Linked DNA regions of Sus scrofa: regions 1 and 2 are each linked to region 3. Evidence: chromatin contacts called from public HiChIP or PLAC-seq data. All regions are on one chromosome and are shown on one strand. The core of a region is the stretch at or near the end of the contact, and the rest is flanking DNA. Distances in the headings are between cores, read along the strand shown. Region 1 holds the start of PRDM14 (PR domain zinc finger protein 14). Region 2 overlaps NCOA2 (nuclear receptor coactivator 2). Region 3 overlaps SLCO5A1 (solute carrier organic anion transporter family member 5A1).

Region 1 (3,563 bases), core at 427-2,926, 320 kb before region 3:
TGTGAGCGCAGAGGGGCGGGTCTGGGGACCCCGGCGTCACTTGCCCGGGCCTTTTGCTGCCCCATTCCGCCAGCCTAGAGCGGCCACAGTGCCCGCCCCTAAAGAGCGAGGGGCGAGCGCTCTCCGCTGGGTCCCCGACAGGGTTTGGAGATGTGAGTTAAGTGCGCGACCCCCTAAGGACCGAGGGCAAGTCGAGCGTCGGCCAATGGCCGCGGTGGGCGGGGAGAAGGGTCTGGGGACCTGCGTGGGCCGAGTCCCTTCCCCACCCTCGCGCTCTCTTTGCCCGCTGCCCCGCCCGCCGCGCTCTTAAACCCGGTTCAGCCCTGCGGGCCGGCCCGAAGCCTACCGGTCCCGAGCCCGCGCCGTCCCTTAGCTGCCCGGAGGCGCCCGCTCCGCGGCTTAGCTCTCCAAGGTGGGTGCCAGACCCGGCGCGACGCGGTGGCCCGGGGCCATCGCCCGCCCGGGTGGTCGGTCGCGCAGGCAGAGCTGTCGCTGGCGCCGTAGTTTTAGGGGGGTGGTTTTGCCCTCTTGGGGCTTTTACTCCTTAAGTGGCTTTCAACCCCAAATCGCAGATCCTCGGGTTGAGGCGAGAGCAGGAGCGGAGCGCCGTTGGGGGGCTCAGGAGGAGACAGGCAGATGCCTTCGTCGTGGCTGACCTCTTCTCCTGACCCCATGTTCTGTAATTTCTGAGTCACGACCCTGGTTCGTTTCCATATCGGGCTCATTGATCTTGCCCTTAAGACCCGCTGGCCCTGAAGGGGCTCCATCCCCCAGCCTTGGTGAACTTTTGTCCATTAAAACGACATCCATTCCGAGTGGAGGCGGCGGCGGCGCGGGTCCGGGAACCTTCTCTCAGCTGCCTGGCCTGGGGTTCGTCCTCGCCTACTCCTAAGCCGCCAGGTCGGGAACCTGGGGGGATGTGGCGGGACTCGGCACACGTGGGGAACCCGCGCTGGCTGCGGAGCTCCGAGGGGAGCCGAAGGTGGCGCCCTCCTCCTCCTCTCAGCCGGGTCCCCTGGGCCCGCGGGGTCAGCACTGGGCCTCGCAGCGGGGCGGCCTCCCTGAACCTGTCCCCGGGCTGGGGGAGCGCGTCGGCTGCGTTATCCTACCCGAGCTCGTGGCTCTGCCCTCCGGGATAGGGACCTAGGAGCGCCTGGAGCTGCCGCCTGCGCCCGAGCTCAGCCCGGTATTTCTCTAGGCTCCCAGCCCCGAGGCTGGGAAGACCCCGCGGCTCCGACCCACCCTGGAAAAGAGGATTTTTTTTTTTTTTTTTTTTTTTGATGAGGAAGAGGGCAGGATAGGGAACTTGAAACGGATTTTGCAGGAGCCGGGTTTGGGCAGAATGTAGAGAGGGGGTGTTGGAAGCCAGCCGTCCTGGGTCAAGGTGGGTTTGGAGAGAGAAGGCAAAGGCGACACTTACCAGGAACTTGAAGTCAGGCGGAATCTCGGTAGATTTTCGTTTTGTTTTGGGTTTTTTTTGGGGGGGGAGGGGGGCGGATTTATGGCTGCTTTTTGTTTTGTTGGTGGGGTAGGTCTTTCGGGATTGAACTGGGAAGTGTATCCAATTCCCTTCAACCCGGGGCTGCCTCGGATGGTGGAAGTGTGGCAAGAGGGGATGTCCGCAGCGCCCGGCACCCCTCACTCGGCTGCGCTTGCTTTTCCCGCAGGCGGACCGCTCGCGGTGGCCCAGGATGGCTCTGCGGCTGCCAGGTGAGACCGGTCCCCAGGACAAGGAGTGCTACTCGCCCGACAGGCTTCAGAGCAGCCCCCAACACCTGGCCGCCTACTACACCCCTTTCCCGCACTATGGCCATTACGGGAACACCCTCACCACGGCGGAGGAGGGTTTCCAACCTTTCCGGCAGCTGGAGGCCCTGTCGGCGTCCCCGGCTCTGCCCCCCTTCGCCTTCCGGACAGCGCCTCCCTTGCTGAGCCCCGGGCTGGCGCTGCCGAGGGAGCCGCTCTATGATGTGCCCTGGTACAGCAAGCTGCCGACGTGGTACCCGATCCCCCACCTGCCCAGGGAGGTGCCACACTTCCTGAACAGCCCGCGCGAGTTCACGGGCGCCCCCGCCGAAAACTTGGGCCAGGTCGGCGGCCGGAGCGATGGTGGCCAGTGTTGGGGACCTGAAGTTTTCCTTCCGCCGCCCCCAGTGGATGCTTCTCTGCTACCCGAGAGGCCGAAGCCCTCCCAGTTGTTACCTGGCTCCCCCGGCGAGCGCTCTGAGGATGGCCCCAAACTCGTGAACCAAGAGAGAAAGGCATCGCCCCGTTACCACTTCACCCAGGAAGACCTGCACTTAGTTCTGTACGGGGTCATTCCCAGCCCTCAGCACCCAGCCCGCTTGCACCACGCGATGTCGGGCCTCCTGGTCCCCACCAACAGCTCTGGTAAGGGCAGTCCACAGGATCCAGGACCTGGGTGGGAGGGGAGAAGAGGTGGGAAGGAGGCAGGAGCAGCGAAGAGGCGCTTCAAGGTGGATTCGAGGCAGTGCGGGTCCTGATCCGGAGTGTACCCGGCTTCCAGGAGAGGATGGAGCTGCAGAGGTCAGGCTCACCTCCCAGCCCCATTTACTTAACTCCGCGACTCCTGAGGTGGTTTTAGTGAGAATGAGGGGGAGGGGAGAAATGGTTTGTGCTGTGGGGTAATCAGGCTGGCTCAGATTCTAGCAGAAAGTACGAGGTATTTCAATGAGAACCTCGTGCCTTTTACACTGGGAGTCTCGGCTCAGCCACCTGACCTCAGCCCGAATCAGCATTATCTCTGATTTCTCAAGTTCCTTACATGTGCAAGGGGGGTTAATTACAGCATAACCAACTAGCCTCCTTCGGAGTCTCAAATAAGAAATTGCATATGTAAAAGGAGCAGGAAAAAAGACAGGTAACATCAAAACTGAGTACAATGGTGAGCTCCAGCTAGTGGGTTGGAAAACTCGGCATGAAAGCCTTTCATACTACGTTTCATCGAAACATAAACATTTAACCCTGTCTTTTTCTAGGGTCTGATTCTCTTCCTCAGACTCTGGATAACAGCTCCCTTCAGCTCCCGGAAGGTAGGCAGGGCTCCTGGCTTGGAATCCTTTTCCCCAGCAAATGCGGTCAGTTTCCTGACTGGCATTCTTTTCTGCCTTGGGATCTTCCTAGGTCTCTGCCTGCGGCAGACGATGTTTGGTGAGGTCGCACATTTTGGTGTGTTCTGCAATAGCCTCGTGGCCAAAGGAGTCAGGTTTGGACCCTTTCAGGGTAAAGTGGTCAATGCCAGTGAAGTCAAGACCCACGGAGACAATTCTCTGATGTGGGAGGTAAAGTTCTTAACGGTGGGGTTGGCGGAAAGTGGGGAGGGAGGCGGGTGGGGAAGAACCTTGGCCCCTGCTCCTCTGGGAGGGGGGACTTTGTCTCTCTTGGGGCCATAACCCGCTGTCTGTGCTGCCTCTTTTGCAACATAAAGGAAAAGAAAGGCAGATGTTCCATCCAAAAGGATTGCACCTCTGCACGGATTCTATGTATTTTTTGGTGCCTTAAGGCATTTTCATCAGAAGATTGGCCATGGAATATACATTTAA
Region 2 (3,937 bases), core at 316-2,815, 380 kb before region 3:
AAGACGAGGTTTGGATCCTGCGTGGCTGTGGTATAGGCTGGCAGCTGTAGCCCCAATTCAACCCCTAGCCAGGGAACCTCCATGTGCTATGGGTACGGCCCTAAAAAGAAAAAGAAAAAAAAAAGTATACCTCTTCTTGTAAATGATTTCACTTGAATTGCCAGTGTAGAAAAAAGGGTTAGTCATGGTCAAGGATTCAAAGTCCATCCAGTGACTTTGGGGAAATTGCCTAACTTGTGTTTTACACACATCAGGAGAATCACTCTTAACCACTCTTTGCACTAGAAAGAACTCCTGGCATTTAACTTTAGCTATTTACCTATGTGGTTGGCACCGTCTGATTTTTAAATACTTGGTACATAGAGAGATACTACTTAAAAGACCATAAATTCAATTGAGCTCTCCAGAACAAAAGTGCTAGATGTGAAGTAGTGGAGATAGCTAACTTATTATTTGAACGTTGGTAATTGAAAGGAAGCTATCCTAATAAAGGAAAAAGCCCTAAGAAGGATTTTTATGGCTTCTATAAAGTCAGATTATTAGATGCTATGTTTGGGGGCAGCCTGCTTTTATCCTGCTTCCCTACATTTGTCACCTAAGCTGGTAAGTGACTGGTTTTCAGTGTCATTCGAAACTGAAAGTGTAAGCAGGAAAAAAACACCACTCAAAGTGAAAAGGCAGTGCTGAGCTATTCAGGGTTACTGCAAGCCTATTGTGCATTTTCCCCCTTGCTGTTAAAAAGAAAAAGAAAGTTCTAAAATGACCATTTACTAATACTGATTTGGTGTAAATTGGCATCCTACTTTCTACCAATTTGTTGTTGTTATTTCTTAGGGATTGTTAACCACAAAACCTTGTCTGTAAGGTCCACTCTTACTTTATTAGAAATACACGTACTCATGATGAATTGAACCACTAGCACAAAATAAAGGGGATTTTATAAGTTGCCAGTGACTCACAATACTAGGAGAGAGCTTTCCTTCTAATTCAGTCAGCTCTATTTTTACACCTGAAGAAACTGAGGACCAAGAGATCAAAGTATTTGTCCTTTGTCAATTTAATTTTTTTTACGATGATCACTTAACTGTTAGGTCTGAGGTATGCACGCGTCTGCATCTTTTCCTTGGCCTTAGGTCTGTAATTAGAAATAGGAGTGCGGCACCCACTCTTAGCTTAGGCCTGGATAAACTCTTCTGTTTGTTAACCGCAGCCTGGCAGTGAGCTGGACAACTTGGAGGAGATTTTGGATGATTTGCAGAATAGTCAATTACCACAGCTTTTCCCAGACACGAGGCCAGGCGCCCCTGCTGGATCAGTTGACAAGCAAGCCATCATCAATGACCTCATGCAACTCACAGCTGAAAACAGCCCCGTTACACCTGTTGGAGCCCAGAAAACAGCATTGCGAATTTCACAGAGCAGTGAGTATGAGATATTGATGGTTATGCCAAGAAATTCCCATGTAATCACCATCAGAAACAGGGATTATTAAAATCTGATGCAAACAGCTTAGTCACTTCAAGGTTTTTATGGTCAAATAGCACCATCTACCGTCCTAGCCCATCAAAACAATATTCAGGCTGATTCTGGTGAGCTTGGCCTTGCTGCAGGCGCTTGTGGTTAATTTAATCAGCATGGAATGAGGCTGACCTGCATATATAAAGTTCTTCAGATGATTGTTATAGTTCCCTTTGTTACAGTTAAAAAAGATTTTCTGTATCTTAAGATATGGCTGAATATTTAAAATACAGAAACTTAGAAAGTTATGCTGACTTTTTAGGAATAATATACTACTAAAAATTTGTATCAGAATATTATCTCTTAGGAATTCTCCTATAAATAGCAGTTGTACATGGAAATCTATTATAGATAAATGTTTTCTAAGTACATGTTACATTTAGTGGACTATAAAGCTGGAAGACTTTAGACTGTTATATAGTACATTTTTATTGTTTATTTTTATTTGGATATTTTTGTAAGCTTAAGAAGTCTTTCTTTACTATGAACACTGAACACTTAGTTTGCATAACTTGATAGTCACCTCATGTTGTCCCATAGTTTTGAGTGGAAGAAAATACCTTTCCTGCTCCAGGGACGTAGTTAGAAAGACAGAGAACCTCTGTGTTAAATTGGTAAGCAGAATGATCTTTCCCTCTTCAGAACCAATTTGACCCATTTCTCAAAGGAGAAACGGCAACCATCAACCAAATTCCAAAATAGCTTTAATTAATGGTTCCTTTCTCAAAGTGATTGCTGGAGTTCCCATTGTGGTGCAGTGGAAATGAATCCAACTAGGAGCCATGAGGTTGCAGGTTCAATCCCTGGCCTCGCTCAGTGGGTTAAGGATCCAGTGTTGCCATGAGCTGTGATGTAGGTCGCAGACATGGCTCTGATCCCTCTTTACTGTGGCTGTGCCGTAGGCCGGCAGCAACAGCTCTGAATAGACTCCTAGCCTGGGAACCTCCATATGCCGTGGGTGCAGCCCTAAAAAAGAAAAGTGAATCCTGATCATTCAGAAAAAGGTAAAGCAAAATAAGGGTTTTTGCTTCTCTCTCAACCTGCCTATTTCTTAGGGAATGGAGGGTTCCTTGTGGCCCATGAGTCAGAGAGTTGAGAGGTGAGGAAGAAACACAGTAGGGAGTTTTAAGTTCCCATCGTGGCACAGTGGAAACAATTCCAACTAGGAACCATGAGATTTCGGGTTCAATCCCTGGCCTCGCTCAATGGGTTAAGGATCTGGCGTTGCCCTGAGCTTTGGCTTAGTAGGCCGGCGGCTACAGCTCTGATTTGACCCCTAGCCTGGGAACTTCCATATGCCAAGGGTGCGGCCCTAAAAAGCAAAAATAAAAACAAAATGCCATAGGGAGTTTAATGGCTTCTCCTCTGTTTGTACCTCCTGATGGTATTCAGACTATTGAATGGTAACCAGATCACTAAACCTGAGGAAGTCAGATTAAGCATGTGCATAATTCTCATTCCAAACCCTAATTCTTCTAATATTTTATTTCTGGTATTGACTGTTAAGAACTCTAATACATTTTAAATGTTCTCTTTCATTCTGTGTTTAAATAATTCAGAGAAAATAACGTACTTGGTATTGTTTAATGTACTAGCTCTTTGGATTCTAATTTATAGTAGCTTTGTACTTTTAAAGTCATTGTTGTCAAATTACTGGTTAACTATGTCATAGTATAGTATGCTGGTGTAGTTTTTACTCCCCAGTAAATTCTTGTGAATGGACCATTATAATCATTTCAAATATAAATGTATCTGGAAATTTTAAAAAGCTATGTTTAGGAAATTTAACAGGGTCCTAAAGCTTTAATACCAACTTCAAATAGTAGAGTTCACATTTAAAGATTTTAATTTCCAATGAGAGTAGACAAAACAAAGTTTAGTTAAAAATGATATTCCAGTGTCCAAAGCACATGTGTCTGGGTTTGGTGCTTTATGCAGGAGATGTTTATGGTTTCACAGCTGTGCCAAAACAATATTCCTAAATTCAAATAATATAATGTAAAAAAAAATATTTAGTAGTTTACCTAGCAAATACAATTGAATATTAGAAGCTAATATTGGGATATATATGGTATATAATAGAATGTTCTTTTTTTTTCCCCCTCTTTTTTGTTTTGCAAGTTTGTGAGAAATTAGGCTTGTTGGTTAGATTGCAAGTCTTTGTTTTGGCACCACCTAAGTTTTTTGGTTTGTGGATTTATCTTTTATGTAGGCAGTTGGTCCCTGTTGTGCATATCTTTGTTATTCATAGATGCCATTTTCCCTAAGCACTATTTCTGGTACTCTACTTTTCCATTATCCTATATTAACCTTCAATTTTCATTTGTTTTCTCCTTAGCTTTTAATAACCCACGACCAGGGCAACTGGGCAGGTTATTGCCAAACCAGAATTTACCACTTGACATCACATTGCAAAGCC
Region 3 (3,591 bases), core at 867-3,366:
AAACAAGGACAATTGGTAAAACTTTATAGTGGGCATTTTTCTTCAAATACATACCTCTCCCCCAAATATTCATTTAGAAGCATCAAACTGGCAGGTCAGCCTCTAACTCCTTAGTTACAGGAAGTGTAATACTGTGTCAAATAAACTGGCATTAGGATCCTAGTGGAGTGTGTGTCCAGCGTGTGTGTTTTTGTTTGTCTAGGTGTGCTTGCGATGAAAGGCTGTTTTGAGTTCTTGAGCAAAGGGAGTTTGATTTTGTGGTTTTTAAAATGACTATTTATTCGAAGACCTCTTAGGGTCATTGAAAAGATGTATAATTTCCTGTGTTCAATGAAATCTATTGTCAATGTACTAATAAACCTTGGTTTACAACATCTGGAATACTTGATTATTGAAAATTCAGAAAAGAGGTAAAAGAAAAAAGAATAAAGTGTGTTGGATTGAAATTAGTTTGTTTCTTAGGATTTTTGTTCTTGGAAGGGATGAAATAATGATGCCAATGTTTTCTCCCTCTATAAAGACCCAGTGTTTGTTTGGTTTTTTTTAAGTTATTGTATTGCTTTTTATTGTGTAAAATTGTTTCATTGATTTATGTCATCAAGAAAGAGGGTGGAGTTCCTGTGGTGGCGCAGTGGAAACGAATCCTGCCAGGAACCAAGAGGTTGCCGGTTTGACACCTGGCTTCGTTCAGTGGGTCAAGGATCTGGCATTGCTGTGGCTGTGGTGTAGGTTGGCGGCTACAGCTCCAATTAGACCCCTAGCCTGGGAACCTCCATATGCTTTGGGTACAGCCCTAAAAAGACAAAAAGAAAGAGGGTTACCAGTAGAGTGCTTTGATGGGATTAAATGGGCTTAACTTACTCTGGAAAATGGTAGTAATGAACTCTTTATGTAACTGATAACTCTGCCTCAAAACCAAATGTCCAATGTAAGAACTATTAGGATTATAGTTTTAGGAACCTGCAGTACCGCATTTTCCATTGAGTCATCAAAGACAGTAATTTTAACTATTTCACTACTTACCTATTTCAATTCAAATAGAATTTGGGGTTGCAGAATTATGCGCCTTGAATGTGGTTGGCATTATTCAGGATAGGCTACGTTATACGTATGGAACATGCCAACCTCCAAATCTCAGTGGCTTCATAGCACAGAGGTTTATTTCTCATTTACAGAATATGTCTCTATGGGTCGTTTCCAGAGAGCCCCTCAGAAACCCTGTCTGACAAAGACTTCCCCATTTTGAGGTCGCATCATTTAGAACTTTAAGGGTTGCTGAGGCCAGGAAAGGAAGGGCCCAGAGAAAGGCAAAGGGACTTGGCTCTTTCTCAGCCCTGAAGGGACACATGTCACATTGCATTAGTCTGAACTAGTACCACGTCCTTGCTTAAGTGCTGGGATCCTGGCAGTGTTGGGGAACATATGGCAGCCCTTTGATGGGTATTATTCTTTGCCACACAGTTGACCATGATCAGGTAAGGATATTCCTTTTGTCTTTTTTTTTTTTTTTTTTTTTTTTGTCTTTTTGCTGTTGTTGTTGCTATTTCTTGGGCCGCTCCCGTGGCATATGGAGGTTCCCAGGCTAGGGGTTGAATCGGAGCTGTAGCCACCGGCCTACGCCAGAGCCACAGCAACACGGGATCCGAGCCGCGTCTGCAACCTACACCACAGCTCACGGCAACACTGGATCCTTAACCCACTGAGCAAGGGCAGGGACCGAACCCGCAACCTCATGGTTCCTAGTCGGATTCGTTAACCACTGCGCCACGACGGGAACTCCAAGTAAGGATATTCCTAAAGGAGTCCAACTCATTTTTCTAAAAACTGGTAAATCGAGGGCAATTCTCAAGCATAAAAAGTAATTTCCAAAGGAGTACATATCAAAGCTTGGTCAGCACAGCTGTTAAACGCTCTCTTTCCTTAATCTCTACTAGATAATAAGCGAATCATTGCTCAAGGGGCCCAGGAGGTGGCTTGAGACTGGAGGAAGAACTTGTGATCGGACAAGAAAAAGTCCTGGATGTTGAGGTCTTGTCTTATGTCCAGCAGAGTTCTCTAAGTAAACTGGCATCTAAAACTTTTAGGTGAGAGGCGGAAGGAGCTAAAGGAGCCATGGAAATAACAGCATGACTCATAGACTGAAGTGCAAAGTGGTTATATTTAGACTCCAGCCTCAAGCACCCTAGGTGGAAAGCAGGGCAATTGATTTCCATTTCTCACTCCAGCCCGCCCTTGCACACCTAAACTAAAAGGTCACAGTGGCCCAAGATGCATGGACTATTGGAGGGAGCGTTTGCATCTGTGCTGACTTTCTTTTCCTCCCTGGCTTGGTTCATTTATCTAGGGAGCCATTTATGCAAAGAGCAAATAATAACCCCTGCCCAATTCTACCACCTTCTCTTCAATGACATGTGGAATTTAAGCAAAAGGGTTTCTCTTGAATCTCTTCAATACCCACACTTTCAAGGGAGAGGCAGAGCCATTCTGGATACTATGCTGTTTGAAATACACAAACGAGAGAACCGTTTCTCTTTAAGAAATGAAGGGAGGAGTTCCCGTCGTGGCGCAGTGGTTAACGAATCTGACTAGGAACCATGAGGTTGCGGGTTCGGTCCCTGCCCTTGCTCAGTGGGTTGACGATCCGGTGTTGCCGTGAGCTGTGGTGTAGGTTGCAGATATGACTCGGATCCTGCATTGCTGTGGCTCTGGCGTGGGCCAGTGGCTGCAGCTCTGATTAGACCCCTAGCCTGGGAACCTCCATATGCTGCGGGAGCGGCCCAAGAAATGGCAAAAAGACAAAAAAAAAAAAAAAAAAAAAAAAAAGAAAAGAAATGAAGGGAGCAGAAAGGTTATGAATGTGGCCACTCATCTTCCTTGCTTCGTCCCAGACTTGGTAAAACCTCAGCATTTTAAAAGCTGTTAAAAAGCATCCAGTGCCTTTCTTTTTCTTGAAATTGCCATCTGGGCAGAGATGGCCTCTGTAGCTTCAGGGTATGGGAGCCAAAAACGTTCTTTAATTGCACAGGGTCATTGGAAAGCAAAGAGATCAATATTCAGTGCTCACTCTTGAATTTAAATGTCAAAGTTTGATGCATTTCCAACTCATAACACTGATATAAATCAGTAGAAGGCCAAGATATTCTTTGGCCTGCTGGAATGGCCAAGATCCTAGGCACTGAAAAAGAATGAGTCTGCTATGGATCAAGTTGTTCTAGGTGTTTTCTTGTTGAAATGGTTGTACTGCTGCCCTTTTTTTTTGTTTTTTGTTTTTGCATTTTAGGGCTGCCCCCGCAGCATAGGCTAGGGGTCTAATTGGAGCTGTAGCCGCTGGCCTACACCAGAACCACAGCAACGCCAGATTCAAGTTATCTCTGTGACCTACACCACAGCTCGTGGCAATGCCAGATCCTTAACCCACTGAGTGAGGCCAGGGATCGAACCTGCAACCTTATGGTTCTTAATTGGATTCATTTCCGCTGCGCCGTGACGGGAACCTCCCTCCTACCTTTTTTTTTTCCTTTTTTTTTTTTTTTTTTTTTTGATTTTAGAAATCCGCTTTGCCAGGGCCCAAGTCCTGGCACCTGGCAAAGA

Evidence for each region. HiChIP or PLAC-seq counts read pairs in DNA pulled down with a chosen protein or histone mark.
Region 1: an H3K27ac HiChIP or PLAC-seq map of skeletal muscle shows a contact between it and region 3, with 8 times the contacts expected there. The contact joins the promoter of PRDM14 here to the enhancer-like site in region 3. A contact is called at or near these places in 5 of 47 Hi-C or Micro-C datasets (fetal skeletal muscle, heart right ventricle, mesenteric adipose tissue and 2 more) and 1 of 2 datasets of contacts at active chromatin or transcription factors (skeletal muscle).
Region 2: a contact with region 3 is called in an H3K27ac HiChIP or PLAC-seq map of skeletal muscle, with 4 times the contacts expected there. The contact joins two enhancer-like sites. A contact is called at or near these places in 1 of 47 Hi-C or Micro-C datasets (embryonic fibroblasts) and 1 of 2 datasets of contacts at active chromatin or transcription factors (skeletal muscle).

Annotation. Positions count from the first base shown.
Region 1 is chr4:65,272,312-65,275,874 of Sscrofa11.1, forward strand. PRDM14 (PR domain zinc finger protein 14) reads left to right here and starts at 1,677. Exons shown (of 7, transcript XM_021090784.1): 1 at 1,677-2,391; 2 at 3,000-3,053; 3 at 3,145-3,302. The coding sequence starts at 1,692.
Region 2 is chr4:65,207,891-65,211,827 of Sscrofa11.1, forward strand. It overlaps NCOA2 (nuclear receptor coactivator 2), which reads left to right. Exons shown (of 23, transcript NM_001114275.1): 12 at 1,211-1,421; 13 at 3,857-3,937. Among named protein-coding and RNA genes, the nearest start is that of PRDM14, 64 kb to the right of the region's middle. Within about 2 kb of position 1,566, at least 29 of the 83 cell types and tissues checked have an H3K27ac peak or open chromatin away from gene starts, as enhancers often do. A contact at or near this core is called in skeletal muscle, where this site is marked.
Region 3 is chr4:65,588,670-65,592,260 of Sscrofa11.1, forward strand. It overlaps SLCO5A1 (solute carrier organic anion transporter family member 5A1), which reads left to right. Exons shown (of 11, transcript XM_005663031.3): 11 at 1-446. Among named protein-coding and RNA genes, the nearest start is that of SLCO5A1, 150 kb to the left of the region's middle. Within about 2 kb of position 2,117, at least 2 of the 83 cell types and tissues checked have an H3K27ac peak or open chromatin away from gene starts, as enhancers often do. A contact at or near this core is called in skeletal muscle, where this site is marked.